Regions from separate parts of the Hordeum vulgare genome. Here region 1 is linked to region 2. The links are chromatin contacts, called in public Hi-C maps. All regions are on one chromosome and are shown on one strand. The core of a region is the stretch at or near the end of the contact, and the rest is flanking DNA. Distances in the headings are between cores, read along the strand shown. Region 1 holds the start of LOC123405961. Region 2 overlaps LOC123402882.

What was found. A called contact is a pair of places that touch in the nucleus more often than the background predicts.
Region 1: a Hi-C map of leaf shows a contact between it and region 2, with 2.8 times the contacts expected there. The contact joins the promoter of LOC123405961 here to the enhancer-like site in region 2. A contact is called at or near these places in 2 of 6 Hi-C or Micro-C datasets (leaf and seedling).

The regions. Positions count from the first base shown.
Region 1 is chr6H:262,137,460-262,141,252 of MorexV3_pseudomolecules_assembly, forward strand. It overlaps LOC123405961, which reads right to left and starts at 1,983. Exons shown (of 3, transcript XM_045099467.1): 1 at 652-1,983; 2 at 269-334; 3 at 1-124. The coding sequence starts at 878. The coding sequence ends at 58.
Region 2 is chr6H:261,892,427-261,896,421 of MorexV3_pseudomolecules_assembly, forward strand. LOC123402882 reads left to right here. Exons shown (of 9, transcript XM_045096846.1): 9 at 2,424-3,033. The coding sequence ends at 2,654. Among protein-coding and RNA genes, the nearest start is that of LOC123402882, 50 kb to the left of the region's middle. Within about 2 kb of position 2,400, at least 1 of the 3 cell types and tissues checked has open chromatin away from gene starts, as enhancers often do. A contact at or near this core is called in leaf, where this site is marked.

The DNA.
Region 1 (3,793 bases), core at 733-3,232, 240 kb after region 2:
CACTCTCATCCCACGAGATGTCAGTCCCAAGGTCGTGTCTCCACAACACACCAACTCTTATCGGATCCTATTCGGTAGACATGTGTGGTTGGAAGATGTGACTGCTGCCCGATGCATTTCAATCCTGCAACAATTGTATTTTTAAAATCATGAAACCAAATGCATGATTGTCACATGAAATAACACCACTTATTTAACATAACCATACTGATATTCCCATCAAGCAACCCACACACAACCAAGATATATGTAGGTTCAGAATGCTTGCCTTCCAAGTGTAGAGAGGTAGGCTGCACTCCAAAACTTTTGTAGTTTTTGCTCCTCTCTCCATAACCTAGTTTAAAAAATATTCTAATTAACACACCATTTAAAAACAATACATAAAGTTGTCTTTGAAATTTTTCAAATAAATAATAAAATAAACTAGGTGAAATTTTAAAGAGGTGAGAAAAAGAATCAACTCATTTGGACTATTATTTTAAAAGTTGTGGACAGTCAAGGTTGGTCAAAAATCAGTTTTAAATATAAAACAGAAAACGAAAAACGGTTCTGGGTCAACTATGCTATCGCGAGGGGAAAATGTACTCAGGTGAATGCGCCTCCACTTATGCGGGTGGTGGCTCGGTCCTGTCCCTGACGAGAAGGGCCCACCTGCAGGTTTGACTACGGTCAACCTGTCGTCTTCCTCCTCCATCCGATGGGAAGGCATGGCTCCCGCGGTCCTCGCTGGCGGACGACACCTCCTTGGGTTCTTCCGAGGGCGTGAATGGATCCATCCCTTCGGGCTGGTCCTCCAGGTGGTCACCGTGACCAGAGGGGTGGAAGGAATCGCCGGCGGCAAGCTGCGAGGCGGCGACGGCTTTAGGCAGAAGGGACATCTTGGCTAGGTGGCTCCTGGTCGAGGCTGGAAGGTGGGGGTGTCTCCACGAGGTCGGGGCAAGGCGGATGGTGGCGCGGAAGAGGCGAGAAGAGCCCTGCCTTGGTCGAATTCGACCGGGACTGCGACGGACGAAGCTCTTCGGAACCAGGGAAGATGATGCCAATCGGTCAAATTCGGGCTAGGGAAGCCTTGCTACGGTCTCTAGGGTACTTGTGGTCTGCAATGACGCTTTGGGGGCTCCATTTATAGCCGTGGAGTGTCAGTTCCCGCGGCGGTCTCGGATAAGAACGATGGCGACACTTCCTGGAGACGGTAGAGGGCAGCAGAGGCGGCAACGGAGCTGGGCAGTAATGGTATGTCGCAAATTGGGGGTCCAGGGCAGGTGGCGCCCGGGGAGCAAATGGGCGGTGCTGGCCATGGCAGAAGACAGAGCTGCATTGCCATTGCCGCAGCACACGCTGCTGGCCTCGATGGCCGGCAAGGCCGTGCTGCTCCAGGAGGAGGCCGATTGACTTTGGCGAGAGGGAAGGGACGGAGCGCGACTCTACGCGGTGAGCAAGGGCCAAAAGGGCGGGCTAGGAGGACGCGGTGGCTCGGTTGCAGCTGCTGCAATACGTGCGCTCTGCTCGTGCCCAGAGAATGCACGCCAACCGTTCGACGAAATGCTACTACCAGCCAGGGACTTAGGTTAGAGCTAAGACTCCATAGGGTGGCTAATAGGTTTACTAGGGGTCTGCTAGACATGTTAGTTGGGCATAGAAGGAGAGTCTCCAATGCAATCTTCAAACCATGTCAATTCTGGTCACGCACCCAAGGTGCTCGACAAAATGACCTAGGCATCTAGAAAGGTCTTGTGACTACGAAATTCTCCAGGTTGAGGTCTCTATGGATGCTAACAATGATGGTAAGGTTAAATTTGGGAAAACAGAAACTTCCTAGTTTAATATTTAAAAAAGTGCATTCCTAGACAAAAACAAGATGATGTTGCAAGATGGTCTCAACCAATTCCAGTGTAGGGGAAACTCTGGACTTAAGGATTTTATAGGGACCTCTGTAAGCAGTAAAATTTTCAAAAGCTTTGTGTAAGAAATAAATTGGGTTGCAGTGCGAACTGCAAATCTGGTCTAGGACAGAAAATAGGAAGTGGTGATCAACATTTTAAAAAGAGCAATATATGTTTTTGCATAAAACTCATTAATATGAACTCCTTGACCACTCCAAATTTTTTGTAGAATTTTTGAATTATTATATCTAGGGGTTGTAGTACAAAACACCAAATTGGACCAGAATAGAAAAGAAGATAATGAGCTCAATATTTCCAAAACACTTAGCTAGATTATTGCATAAAAGTGATCCAAAAACATATTAGGGTATTACCAAGTTTTTGTGAAATTTTTAAAAGAAGTTATCAAATGGTTGCAGTTCAAATCAGGCCTTTAAAGAATTTAGAAGTAAATTTTAGAATAAATGAACCCTAGAGAGATATTTATAAAAATGCCTTCATTTGATTTGGAAATAATTGGAAAAATATTTGAGGAACACTCAAGTCAATAATATGATTCAAAAACTCCTACGTAAGAAAGAAATCTTTTTATAAGATAAACAAAGAAGGGGTCTGAAAATAGGAGAAAACCCAAAAATAAAATTTTAAATTACCATGGACAATTAAATAAATAAAAATCATGGCCAAAATTTTGGGGTGTTACAAACTCTACCCCCCTTAAGAAAAATCTCATCCTCGAGATTTGCTAGAGACGTTGAAAAAATACAAACTCATACCACACTGCAGTATCTACACGAAAATAACTACTCTACGAGGTTACAACAAAGACGATAATTTCTACGGGGTTGGAAAATCGAGTTGTTGTTATGAATGGTTACGACAAAAAATTTCAAAAAGGATTTTTTTTCTATTTCGGAATTGTGCTTGCCGTACCCGAGTGCACATTGCTCTCTTTCGCTGACAGGTGGACCTAGGGTCCACTATCAGTCTCTTCTTCTTCCTCCGGCTCTCTTGTCTCTTCTCTCTCTCGCGTGCTTTCCGCTGCTTTCTCCACGTGCGGTGTCTAGGGCCGTATCGTGATAGTACGCGGCGTCCTTAGCTGCCAGCGCAGAGCACTTGCGTCACAGGCCAGAGCTTTGTCGGCACTGCTCGCGGATTCGCCTCCGAACACCGGCGATCAAGCAATGAGCGACGCTGGTGGGCTGCGTCTACCGCACACCGAACTCGGGCTATAAAACGACCGCGTCATTCTCTCCTCTACCTCACACCCGGCCTCACTGCTCCTACTTCTTTCTTCTCTGTTCACAGGAGCTCGAGGCGAGATTCCAATGGTGGACGAGCACCCTGGGTGGCTGATAATCCTGCTGGCTGGAGGAATGTCGGTGTTGATTGGGTTCCCATTGCTACTATGCGTGATGATCCAGGATGATCGTCATGATGCTCCTTATCGAGTGGTGGCTCTCCGCAGTGGAGATGAACACGAATACTAGGCATGAGCGAAATGCATGGGTGGTTGCCAGCATGCTGGCAGCACTTTGCAATAAAAGCACCCACAATGTATTCCTCTCGGAAAAACTGTGGTGCTATCGAGGCAATTAGCTAGATGTTAGGTGTGTGCGGTTCTGTCCTTAGTGCATTTTGGAGAGCTGGTGTGGTTGTGAGCCGGCTGACATGCGAATAAAATCTTTGTTGAAAAAGTTTTGTTGTAGTAGTTTTATTAAGAAAAATTATCACTCAAAATATTGCCTAAAAAAATAATCCAAGGCAAAAATCGCAGCAATCACACAACCAAAATAAAACATGTGCATGCAATAATTTACAAGGTAAGGTACAACCATCACATCACACAATCGTAGACTAGACTAGCAGATACAAACAAGGCATTTCATGGAACACGCAGAAATTTAACG
Region 2 (3,995 bases), core at 1,150-3,649:
TCGAGGGGTGAAGTTGAGCGAGAGACGCGGTCTTCTCCCTGGGGTTGGCAGGACTCCCGTGATGTGTTTTGTGGCAGCCGCGAGGAACTCGCCCAGAGTCCATGTCGTTGGCGCAGTGTCACGTCCATGAGATCGACACATCATGATCGGCGGAGAAGCGAACCGTCCCGCAGACGCTGGGAGCGCGCCATGCGCGGGCCTCTCCGTTGTGGGCTCAGTAGAGCCCTCGATTGGCCTTGGCGTGATGGGCTGGTGGGCAGTTGCCTCGGGTGTGGTTGGTTGTGCCCTGGGCCTTTGAAGAATTGTCACGGGCGTGCATGGTTCCGGCTGTCTCGTGGGGTGTCTCGCGGGGTGTTTCACGCCAGCGGCAGAAAGCGCGTCCCCGCCTACCGCAACGCACGCGCGGGGCTCGGGCGACTGGTCAGCGGGCGCGTCTGTCACCCTGGTGCTTATATAAAAGGAATAGGATAATTTATTACCATATATGTTGTGTATGATTTTTCTCTATTTTATCTACTAGCAAACATGGATGCTTAATTAAGCGCAGAGAAAATTTAGGTCACACTACATGGTCAACCGTGTTAAGGGCGCGTTCGGACTCCCTCCGCTCCGCGACTCCCGCTGGAGCGGAGTGGCATCTAGTGATAAATCGGGGAGTTGCTAAAAGCCCGCTCGACGCGCTCTGCTCCGCGGAGAGCTGCCGAATAGGCGCTAAATATCCTATTATTTTTTTGCCAAGGTTTGAGAACTGCCGTTTCTTTCTTCTGCTAATTCAGTCACCATCTTTTACTATTAAGTTATTGTCCAACTACCTCGATTCTTTTTATATTACCATCGTTTTGATTGGAATAATATGTGATAGTGGTTTCTTATGTTGTGTTGTGGCCTATCTTTTTCAAATACTTGCCTTAGATTATTAAACAAAATCATGTTATTTAGCTCGAAACTGTTAGGAAGTATTAGTATTGGTCTAACAGGCGCTAAATATCCTTTTTTTTGCCAAGGTTTGAGAACTGACGTTTCGTTTCTTTTGCTAATTACGTCACCATCTCTTGCTATTAAGTTCTAGTCCAACTACCTTGATTCTTTTTATATTACCATCGTTTTGATTGGAATAATATGTGATAGTGGTTTCTTATGTTGTGTTGTGGCCTATCTTTTTCAAATACTTGCCTTAGATTATTAAAACAAAATCATGTTATTTAGCTCGAAACTGTTAGGAAGTATTAGTATTAGTCTAGAAGTTCTTATTAGTTTATGTTTACTTTCCTTGCACCTCAAGTCTTGTAAGGACGAGTTGCAGCGTCCAGAGACCTAAACCTAAGCTCCAATACCATGTTAGGAAAGCAACTTATCTTTATTGAAGGAACTAAATCGAGATCGACTCGAATTCGTTACAAGTTTAGCACGAGCCACTCTCTACAGCTCGACTTTGAGCTTTGCTCGAGCTCGACTCATTTGCAGCCCCACCCATGACTGCTTCAGAGTAACTAAGGGTGTGTTTGGTTGGAGGGATAGGCTAGGGTGGTTGTGGGTATCCCCAACCAGGTGGCTGGGGATAGCCCTTTTTTTTGTTTGGTTGGAGGGTAGGGTTATCCTTTTTTTTTGTTTGGCTAGGGTGGTTGGGAGGATGGATAACCACGTGGCTGGCGAGCTCCCGCGGCGGCGGCGCCCGCGCCGGCCAGCTCCCGCGGCGGCGGCGCTCGCGCCGGGCAGCTCCCGCACCGGCCTCCCGCGCCGGCCAGCTCCTACGCCGGCCGCCTCCTGCGCCGGCCGCCCTCCCGCGCCGGCCGCCTCCCGCCCTCCCGCGCCGGCTGCCCCAGGGTGGTTGCCACCGCCCGCCCGTTTTTGGCGGTTGGCCACATCCCTTTTTTCTGGGAATATTCCCAGCATCTGGTTGACTCTGTTCCTCCTCGCCCCAGATCCAAACGCATGGCAACCACAGAAAAAAGTGGTTATCCCTGTCCCTGGGAGGATATCCCTCCAACCAAACACACCCTAATATGCTACCTTATGACGCAGACGATTCATGGTATAAATAGAAACAAAGCTGCCTATGTTCCTTTTTTTTTGGACAATTAAATTCTAAATATCTTAACTTGGTAAAATTCCCTACACCTAAATCATGCTTGTTCAAATAATGTTGTTGTTAACTTTTTTCTGAGAACATGTGTAAATGCTCTTTCTTCTTGTGCAATCTAGTATTAGAATGGGACGGGCCATGTTGCCCAATGAGACATGAGGCCACTTAGTATTGGACGATTGGTCAGCTCCATGTCCCTGAACAGAACAGAGGTGCCATCAGGGACCACTTAGTAACAAATTGAATTTTATGGGTAGTCCACAATTTTGCCCACCACTCGACTAAACGTATTCAATACCTGAGTTCCATCAAATATTTCATTAACTCTTGTAATTTGCAGGCCACAGACAAAGCTATCCTTGCGCTGTTATTGATGGCTCTTGTCCTTGCCTTGCTGCCCACAAGATTGCTTATCCTGGCGATGTTTCTGGAGGTGTTCACGAACCACTCTCCGATAAGGAGAGCAAGCACAGAGAGATGCACCAGAAGGTTGAGAGAGTGGTGGTTCAGCATACCTGCAGCGCCAGTAGTGGTGGAGAAGGATAACAAAGAAGATAAGAAGACAAAATGAATTTGTGTGTACAAACTGTGATTCTGTGTCTAGTTTGGCCGATGTCGAGATGGATCACCAGCGCACCGCTGTGTACATTGTCTGAGGATATGATAAATGAACTGCAGTTAGTATTTCAATAAGAATGGTAGCTCCTTTTCTTGTTCTTGAAAAAAAGAAGAAGAGTGGTAGTTCCTTTCTGTCCTCTCTGTGCTCTGCCCTGATATCACAAAACTAGTCTATTCTCAAAAGTAGTGGTTTCGTATGTAGTCCGTAGTGAAACCTCTAAAAAAAACCTTATATTTAAAAACGGAAGGAGTATTATGCATGTGTTTGAGTCTTAATGTATATTTATCTTGTTAGAGCATATATAATATAGCCATGTACCTCTTCGTATTTATTTCATTGTATAAGGGATTTTCTGCATATAGTTCATACCTGTACATGTATATATATCGGTCTATGGCTTCATGAGAATACAAGTTGTATATTCTTAACATGGTATTAAAGCTTAGGTTTTTTTAGCATGCGCAACTCGTGCTTGATCCTTTTCTTGCGTCGTTGTGTTCTTCTTGCCGGCCGTCGCTGTTTTCGTCGCTGCTGCGGTTTCTCTCCTAACTACTCCCTCCGTTCCTAAATATAAGTTTTTATAGAGATTCCACTAGTAGACTACATACGGATGTATATAGTCATACTTTAAAGTGTAGATTCATTCATTTTGTTTTGTATGTAGACTTCTAATGAAATCTCTTAAAAGACTTATATTTAGAAACGGAGGGAGTACATCGGTCAGAGTGGCTGCCCGAACCCATCCGCCTCGTCCCTATCCAATTCGAGTAGCACTTTAGGTCGAGTCAGCGGTGTGTTGCTTCAGATCAAGCCGGTGATCGAAGGACTCCTTCGTCCGTTTTTCCCATCAAGCTGCTGCGCCGTTGCTTGGATTGAGACGGATTCGTGCGCTGCTGACGCGCGTATCCTTCGGCCTCCGTAGCCGTCCGGCCGCTGTCCACCTCTGCCATAGTCTGGCCATCGTTCGGCCGCTGTCCGCTTTCGCCATCGTTCGGCCGCCGTTCTTCAGCCGTCGCTGAGATATGTGCGTGGCCGTCCATAGTGCATGGCCGCTGAGATCCGTCCGGGGTTGCATCGTCCGTTGACCTGGGCATAACTGCTTTGGGTCGCGTTGGTGCTGGCCTGCATCGGCTGCTGTGCACACACGTGACATGGTGTTGTACTACTTCTGGTGGATCATCATCGGCTGATTGTGTTCCCAAAAAAAGGAAGGAATCTTTTTATCGGGTCCGCATGTCCCAAGCTGCCCGATGACTCCTGACGGTGTTTTCGTCACTACTCCCGTCTCGCACA